Regions from separate parts of the Pan troglodytes genome. Here region 2 is linked to region 1. Evidence: chromatin contacts called from public Hi-C data. All regions are on one chromosome and are shown on one strand. Each heading gives the region's core, a stretch centred on a gene start, on an enhancer-like site or on the middle of the called end of the contact. The rest is flanking DNA. Distances are from core to core; before and after follow the strand shown. Region 1 holds the start of GTF2H3 (general transcription factor IIH subunit 3). Region 2 holds the start of ATP6V0A2 (ATPase H+ transporting V0 subunit a2).

Region 1 (4,596 bases), core at 1,699-4,198:
TCCCAAAGTGCTGGGATTACAGGCATGAGCCACTGCACCCAGCCACTTGGCTAATTTTTAAATTTTTGTAGAGACAGGGTCTCACTTTGTTGCCTAGGCTGGTCTCGAACTCCTGGGCTCAAGTGATCCTCCCACCTCAGCCTCCTAAAGTGTTGGGATTACAGGCATGAGCCGCCGTGCCCGGCTCTAGGATGCTCATTTAATAGCAAAGAGCAATAATGCCTTTCCTCCCTCCGTACTTTGCTTCCTGCAGTCCTGTCTTCTACATTAGGAGAACCTCCACCCCATCTTTGATTTCTGCATATTCAAATCCCAATTACTCCTCAAAGCCCCAAACCAATGCAAACTCTTTCTTCTTCATGACTCCCCTATCTCAGAGCAGAAGGAATGCCAGCCTCCTCTGCGCTAAGCACTGGAATCTGCAATCCCAAAATCCCATTACACCCTGACAACCACCCAGCAAAGGACATTTTCCTGCCATTTTTCATCAATTATAAGATGGCCCCCACCCCTTGTTTTTTACATTGAATAGTTGTTGACATCTGGATGGTATCTTTATCATTAAGATTAGCAGCATTTTTTCTTTCTTAATGCTATATTAAATAAGGGCACATCTCATAATCAATATTATCTTAGATTAGCTGAAATATGATATATGGTATTCCTATTCTGCAAATGAAAGTAACTTGTCCTAAGTCACATATGGCCTGCTAACAAGTGGCAAGGCCAAAGCCCTGTTCTAAAGACAGATCTGCTTGACTATAAAGACTGTGGCTCTTCACTGCCCCACTGCCCACCTCTGACAACCCACAGCTCTCTCTTCTAATGACACTTAGCACTTACTATTTTATTTTACAGTTAGTTGTGCTTCTGATCTCTCGTCCCAGTCCTGCCCACTTAAGACTGTGGACTTCTTAAAAAATGATGGAATTTGCTAATCCTAGGATAAAATAATGTGTGTAAATCAGGACTGGTGTAGTGGCTCACGCCTGTAATCCCAACACTTTGGGAGGTCGAGGCAGGAAGATTGCTTCAACCCAGGAGTTTGAGACCAGCCTGGGCAAAATAGTGAGACCTTATCTCTACTTTTTTTTTTTTTTTTGCGACGGAGTCTTGCTCTGCCGCCCAAGCTGGAATGCAGTGGCACGATCTTGGCTCACTGCAACCTCCGCCTCCTGGGTTCAAGCAATTTTCCTGCCTCAGCCTCCTGAGTAGCTGGGATTATAGGTGTGCACCACCTTGTCCGGCTAATTTTTTTGTATTTTGAGCAGAGAAGGGGTTTCGCCATGTTGGCCAGGCTGGTCTCGAACTCCCGACCTCAAGTGATCCACCCACCTTGGCCTTCCAAAATGCTGGGATTACAGGCGTGAGCCACTGTGCCCAGCCACTTTTTTTCTTTTTTAATAGAAAAACAAAACAAAAAAATGTGTAAATCACACAACAAAGCACCTAGGACAGAAGCACTTAATACAACTGTGTCTGCCAGACAGAAAAAGCGTTGCCTGTAAAGAAAGGTGTGCATCTATACACATGCAATGTCCCTGTGAATTTCCTTCTTTAGTTCGCTACCTCATTTGTAGACAGGAGCAATGCCAGGCCTGCCTCCCTCACAGGGTTGTGGTATGGTTTCACATCAATTAAGAGAGGATAGACAATTATTACAGTTCCTGAAAGGACTCCCCTATCTCTATTCTTGCTCCCCACAGTCCATTTTCCACACAACAGCCACAGTGATCTTTTAAAATTGCAAACCAGATCATAACACTTTCTGGCTTAAAACTCTACAATGTCTTTGTATTGCACCTAAAAATAAAGGCCAACTTCTCTATCACGGCCAATAAGGCCCTGCATGACCTGAAACTGGCTGGTTCTCTGATCTCATCCCTCTAGCCTCCTTTTTCTTCAAGACATCTGACTCTGTATGTGGTAGTTTAATGTATGAATGAGTCTCCCCACCATCCTCTACCCGCAAGCTCTCCATTTCTCCCTTCTCAGTGTAACTTGGTGGCTCAATCTGCCACAGGGCCCATGCACTTAAAGTGCACTTCCCCCAGAACTTCACACAATCATTCAAGTCGGTTTCAATATCCTGCACTTTTCCTAGGCCCCTATCTAAAACAGCTCCTTCTCAATCCTAGTCACAATGTAGTATTGTAACTAGGACCGTACTATTACATCATCTTCATAGCTCTTTTCATCCTTTGAAAAATAATTTATTTTTTAATTTTTTATTGACGAGGTCATGCCCTGTCGGCCATGCTGGGTGCAGTGCTGCCATAATAGCTCACTGAAGCCTCGAATTCCTGGGCTCAAGTGATTCTCCCGCCTCAGTCTCCCGCGTAGCTGGGACCACAGACACGCGCTACCACGCCCGGCTAATATTTCTTTTTTTTTGTAGAGATGGGGTCTGGCTGTGTTGCCCAGGCAGGTCTCGAACTCCCGGCTTGAAGCGATTCTCCCGCCTCGGCCTCCCAAAGTGCTGGGATTACAGGCCTAATCCACCGGGGTGCGACCCCGCCGAAATTATTTTTATTTATTGTCATCTGTTTCACCCACTAGACTGTAACCTCCACTAAGGCCCCTGTCTGTCAACGATCTCTGCTAAAATCCAGAAAATAATGCCTGTACACAGGAGGCGATCCAAAACTATTTACTGAATGAATGACTGAATGCCTTGGCTACTCCTCTAAAGACCAAACGGATTCTATCCAGCCCAAAAGACACATTCCATCTGGCCAGTCGTAGCCAGACCGAGACCGCCGAGCCCTGGAGTCGAAGTCCCGCCCTGCAGGGTCCTCACCGTCTGAAACCATGGCTGTCCCAGCACCTCAGCGCAGAGCAAGTGGTGGTCAGGGGAGCGTCTCAAATCCTGCGCAGCCCAACGTCCGGCGCCGCCAAGTGACGCACAAGGTGCTTTGACTCGTGCCAGCCCCCTAATCTGCGGAAGTGGAGTGCGGGGGTGCGCCGGAAGAGGGGTACGGAAGTGCGCCGGAAGTGGGGTGCGGAGGTGTGCAGCGCGCTGTCAGACTGGCTCGCAGGCGGCGCGGCCGGCGGACCCGTTCGAGACAGCGCGGGCGGCTCGGGTCCCCTGGGGCTCCGCAGCAGGAGGACGCCATGGACGACAAGGGTAAATCAAGACAGGCCAGGGCTGCTAGGCTACAGCAGCGCCATTCAGGGGTCCCCCCAACCTCTCACATCCAGGCTGAGCTCCCGAAGAGATTTCTTTTGAATTTCAGGCTGCTCCGCTGGTTGTGTTTCCAGAGTCACAACTAAATCCCTCGCGCTGCTCTTGTTTTCAGGGATGCGCCCTGGCAGTATCTGCAGGCATCCCTCCCACACATACGCTCCTTCCCAGTGCCAGTCTCCTTCCTGCCTTGTTGGATCTGTCATTAAAATTAGAATGAATAAGGCATATTTGATGTGCTCATCTAGTATGGTTATTAAGTGAAAAACAAGGGCAAACTAATACACTTTTCATGTAAAGAAATAAAGGGGAGTGGGTGGAACTCCATGTATAATATTTGTAACATATATGTGTATGTGAATAGACATGTATTAGCATAGACTGTCTGGAGGGGTGCAGGAGAAATTGGCAAGATGGTTGACTCTGGGATCCTCTCAGATTTTAGGACCAAAGATGCTGAAGAGAGAAAGACTTTTCGTCATCATTTACTCGGGCTTAATTTTTAGGCCTTGCACACCAGTAGCTTTTTCAAAATAAAAAAGAGCTCTTGCAAACAGCAAAGTGGTATTTTCTCTATTCCCATCAACATTTATTGCATCCCTGAAACCAAATACCCTAGAAAGAAAGTATTTTTTAAATTGTTTGCTTCTTAAAGTCAACAGTCATTAACAAGCTCTCTTGCCTTATAAGCTGCTAAATGAATGAGATGAATCACTTTTTTCCCTTTTTCCAGAGTTAATTGAATACTTTAAGTCTCAGATGAAAGAAGATCCTGACATGGCCTCAGCAGTGGCTGCCATCCGGACGTTGCTGGAGTTCTTGAAGAGAGATAAAGGTATATAGAGAGTCATCTGTTAACACTCTGGGACTTAGGAAAGTCTTTTTTTTTTTTTTTTTTTTTTAAAGAGACGGAGCCTCACTCTGTCGCCCAGGCTGGAGTGCAGTGGCGAAATCTTGGCTCACTGCAACCTCCGCCTCCTGGGTTCAAGCAATTCTCCTGCCTTGGCCTCCTGAGTAGCTGGGATTATAGGTATGCACCACCTTGTCCGGCTAATTTTTTTGTATTTTAGAGACAGGGTTTCACCATGTTACTCACGCTGGTCTCGAACTCCTGAGCTTAGGCAATCTGCCCACCTTGGCCTCCCAAAGTGCTAGGATTACAGGCGTGAGCCACTGTGCCCGGCCTTTTGTTTTTTTTGAGACAGAGTTTTGCTCTTGTCTCCCAGGCTGGAGTGCAATGGCACAATCTCGGCTCACTGCAACCTCTGCCTCTCAAGTTCAAGCGATTCTCCTGCCTCAGCCTTCTGAGTAGCTGGGATTACAGGCATGCACCACCACGCCTGGCAAAATTTTTTTTTTTTTGAGACGGAGTCTCACTCTGTCACCCAGGCTGGAGTACAGTGGTGCCATCT
Region 2 (3,960 bases), core at 505-3,004, 79 kb before region 1:
CTGTTGCCTGAATGTTTTGGGTGCTATTCACAGCTCAGCGCAGCATCCATCAGGTGAATGGGTACAACTGCAGAAGTGGCTCCAGGAACCAGGAACCGCCCTGCATCTTACCTGCACCCTCGCCTGTCACTCAGGAGTCTCTCCATGACTTTGCAACTGGCTTATGGGGCTGATCTGGTATTAGATATCTGATATCAATGGATATCAGATCTGGGGTAGGGCTGATCCCTTTTGAAATTAAGGACACCTTAGGAAGATTAAGGGAAACAGTCAGGAGATGAAAGTGGTGGCCAGGAAATAAAATGTTCGCCTGAGTGGATTTCAATTCAGTCAGTAAGTACTTGCTTCACGGTCTCCCTTCCACACCCTGTTCTTTGCCTTCTTAGCACTTATCACAGCTCATAATCAGAGTGTGTTTAATCTGTCTCCTCCCACACTGCAAGCTCCAGGAACACAGGGACTGTGTCTGCCTTGCTCACCACCGAGTCTCCAGCACCAAAAACAGTGCCTGAACATAGCGGGCAGTCAAGAAAAGCTTGTCTGTTCATTCAACAAATGCCTATCGATGCCAATGACTGCCAAGGACTGCGTTAAGGTACTTACTCTCAGAGGTTGACAGTCCTTGGTGGAGACAAACAATAAGCAAGTAAATGGACAAACAAATGTTTATTATTACTTGTTGGGGAGACAGCTTCCACTCGACAAACAATGACTGAGTTCTTAAGTCCTTACACACAATGGTATGTACAGCATTAAGCATCAGTGACCAAAACACAAAAATCCCTCTCCTCAAGCAGATGACATCCAGCTCCTTCCCATTTCTGGCTCTGTCTGGGCTCCTCCTGTTCCCTCCAACAAGGACCCTCTCCCCAGATCTTCCCCACGGCTGGCTCCTTTCTATTTGGGTCTCAGCTGAAATATCACCTTCTCCGGGAGGCTTCCTCGACAATCCCTTCACACGCACCTCCCGCCCGAATCACCTTCACATCACCCCGTTTCTTCTTTATGGCAAACCTTTTCTGGTTGACCTATTTATTTGGTTAATGCGCCCCCCTAACCCCCGTAAAGTTCCAAAAGGACTCCAAGAGGCCTTTGTGGGATTTGTTCTCCCGCTGAGCTCGGTGCCCCGAGCTGATGAAGACCACACGGGCGATCCTAACTAACTGGGGCAGAGCAGCCGCCGACCACACAGACGGCCGGAGACCCTGGAGTCAGCCCCGCGCTCCGGGAAGCTTTGGCCGCTGAGCTGGGGTGTCATCTTCCCCGTCTGGGCAATGGGGACGGGGCGCGCCCTTCCTCGGTGCTCCCCGCGGGAGGGCCCCAGCGATGCGCGGGATGGGGGGCGCCAGGAGAGCAGGTGCGGCCCGCGTCTCCCGGGCGACACTCACGTCTCGGAACTGGACCAGGCCTTTCTCGCCCAGGGCGCTGAGGCACTCGTAGGCCGTGCCCGACTGCAGGAAGAGCTGCGCCAGGCACATGGTCTCGCTCCGGAACAGGGACCCCATGGCGGGCCGACCCGCGCCCGGAGGGGCTCGATGGGCGGCGGCGGCGGCTCCGAGCCGCGCGGGCCCGCACACTCAGCCGGTGCGGCCCGGTCCTCGAGCTCTTCCTGTGGTCTGGCCGCGGCCCCGCACTATGGGGCTCCAGACTGCAGCGGCCGCCCCCGGTTCTGCCACCGCGGCCGCCGCTCCAGCTGCCGCCACAGCAGTCCGCGAGGTCCCGCCCCCAAGCCACTGCCGGTTCCGGTTCCGCCCCCGCGTCCCGCCCCCCCGCCGGCCGACCAATGGACGCCCGAGGTTGTCGCCGCACGCCGTGGCGGCAGGGCCAACCAGCGCGAACCCGGCGGGTACGACCGCTGCAGCTGGCGCTCCGCCGGACTGGACGCGGAGCTACAGCCCGCGCGGCTCCCCGGCATTTCTGGAGGAGTCTCGCCGAGTGTGCACGCCGCGAAGCTCACCCGTTCCTAGTGCACGACCCTGTGCTGCTGCGTGTGTGTGTGTGTGTGTGTGTGTGTGTGTGTGTGTGTGTGAGAGAGAGAGAGAAACGGAATCTCACGCAGTCCCACAGGCTGGAGTCCAGTAGCACGATCTCGGCTCACTGCAACCTCCGTCTCCCAGGTTCAAGCGATTCTCCAGCCTCAGACTCCCAAGTAGCTGTGACTACAGACGCGCGCCACCCGCGTCCAGCTAATTTTTTTGTATTTTTAATAGAGACGGGGTTTCACCATGTTGGCCAGGCTGGTCTCAAAACTCCAGACCTCAGGTGATCCGCCTGCCTCGGCCTCCGCAGTGCTGGGATTACAGGCGTGAACCACTGCGCCCGGCCCTGCTGCTGGTTTTTTATGGATAGGGTTTCCCTCTGTGGCCCAGGGAGGAGTGCAGTGGCACGAGCTCGGCTCGCTGCAACCTTGACCTCCTGAGCTCAAGCGATCCTCCCACCTCAGCCTCTGGAGGAGCTGGGATTACAGACGCGCGCCATCACACCCGGCTAATTTGTTTTTAAAATGTTTATAGAAAAGGGGTTTCATCATGTTGGCCAGGCTGGTCTCGAACTCCTGAACTCAAGCAATCCTCCCGCCTTGGCCTCCCAAAGCGCTAGGATTACAGGCGTGATCCGCCGCCCGGAGGGATCCTAGGCTTCTTCGTGAAGTTGGAGTGTGCAGCCAGCATCTCAATCCAGTTTTCAAACATTTCCCACCGACCTCGCAAGACTCCTCCTGCTCAGTTGCAGTCTCCCCTTCCCGCCCGGCCTGGCCACCACAGGACAATTTTGTCTCGATAGATTTGCCACCTCCAGGCTTGTCCTGTCGATGGAATCACACAGCACCCAGTGTGTGTTCCCCACACTGACCGGGAAGCAGTGGCCCCCCGCCCCAGGCCGCAACCTCACCGCTGTCCCAGTCGAGTCTCTGCTTACATATCCCCTTCCTTGAGACTGTCCCTGGCCCCTCTACTTTGGAGTCACATCCTTGTTCTATTTCCTTCACTGCACCTGCCACCATCTGAAATTATCTTGTCTGTGTGTTAGTGCCAGTCTTCCCTGCTAGAATGGAAGCTCCACCAAGGTGGGGACATTGTTTCTGCCACTGTGGTATCTCCAAGCCCCAGCACATAGTAGCCACTCAATAAATAGTTCATGAATGCATACATAAATGTATAAACTTAGAAAAGTTAAAACCATAGACACTCCAGACCCCATTCTGCCAAACTGAGTTTTTTCCTTCTTTTAAGTACAAAAGGTGTCCTCACAAAGCCCACAAAATCAAGCTAAATTACCTGTCATTTGGAAGTTTTAAATTTATTTTCCATAAATACCTGAAATCCAAAGCTAGTTACACTAGGCTGGGTGCCCTGGCTCACTCCTGTAATCCCAGCACTTTGGGAGGCTGAGGCAGGTGGATCACTTGAGGTCAGGAGTTTTGAGACCAGCCTGGCCAACATGGCAAAACCCGGAGTTTTGAGACCAGCCTGGCCAACATGGCAAAACCCCGTCTCTACTAAAAAAATATAAAAATTAGCTAGGCGTGGTGGTGGGCACCTGTAGTCCCAGCTACTCGGGAGGCTGAGGCAAGAGAATCGCTTGAACCTGGGAGGTGGAGCTTGCAGTGAGCTGAAATGGCATCCCTGGACTCCAGCCTGGGCAACAGAGTGACACTCTGTTTCAAAAGAAACAACAACAACAAAAAGATACAGTAAGAACTGTGAAGGTGAATTCAAAGGCTGAAGTTCAGACAATAATTGACTCAGACCCCAGCTCCATCAGTCCAGTACTGACCCAGATTCCTGAGTCAGCCCTAGAGGGGTCGGGTGAAGGCCCAACACCACCACAGTACAGATGCTGAAATTCACAGTATTTCCATCATGCAGAAACTTAGGACCTCTGCAGTGACTAGCTCATCCCCCTATTTGAAAGTGGACTCAGGCCGGGCGCAGTGGCTCATGCCTGTAATCCCAGCACTTT

Evidence for each region. A called contact is a pair of places that touch in the nucleus more often than the background predicts.
Region 2: a Hi-C map of stem cell-derived neural progenitor cells shows a contact between it and region 1, with 1.7 times the contacts expected there. The contact joins the promoter of ATP6V0A2 here to the promoter of GTF2H3 in region 1.

The regions. Positions count from the first base shown.
Region 1 is chr10:130,454,708-130,459,303 of NHGRI_mPanTro3-v2.0_pri, reverse strand. GTF2H3 (general transcription factor IIH subunit 3) reads right to left here and starts at 2,948. Exons shown (of 14, transcript XR_010147841.1): 1 at 2,801-2,948. It overlaps EIF2B1 (eukaryotic translation initiation factor 2B subunit alpha), which reads left to right and starts at 2,901. Exons shown (of 10, transcript XM_016924561.4): 1 at 2,901-3,127; 2 at 3,918-4,019. The coding sequence starts at 3,115.
Region 2 is chr10:130,533,006-130,536,965 of NHGRI_mPanTro3-v2.0_pri, reverse strand. ATP6V0A2 (ATPase H+ transporting V0 subunit a2) reads right to left here and starts at 1,754. Exons shown (of 20, transcript XM_003314010.7): 1 at 1,389-1,754. The coding sequence starts at 1,505. TCTN2 (tectonic family member 2) reads right to left here. Exons shown (of 17, transcript XM_063785277.1): 17 at 3,264-3,655. The coding sequence ends at 3,279.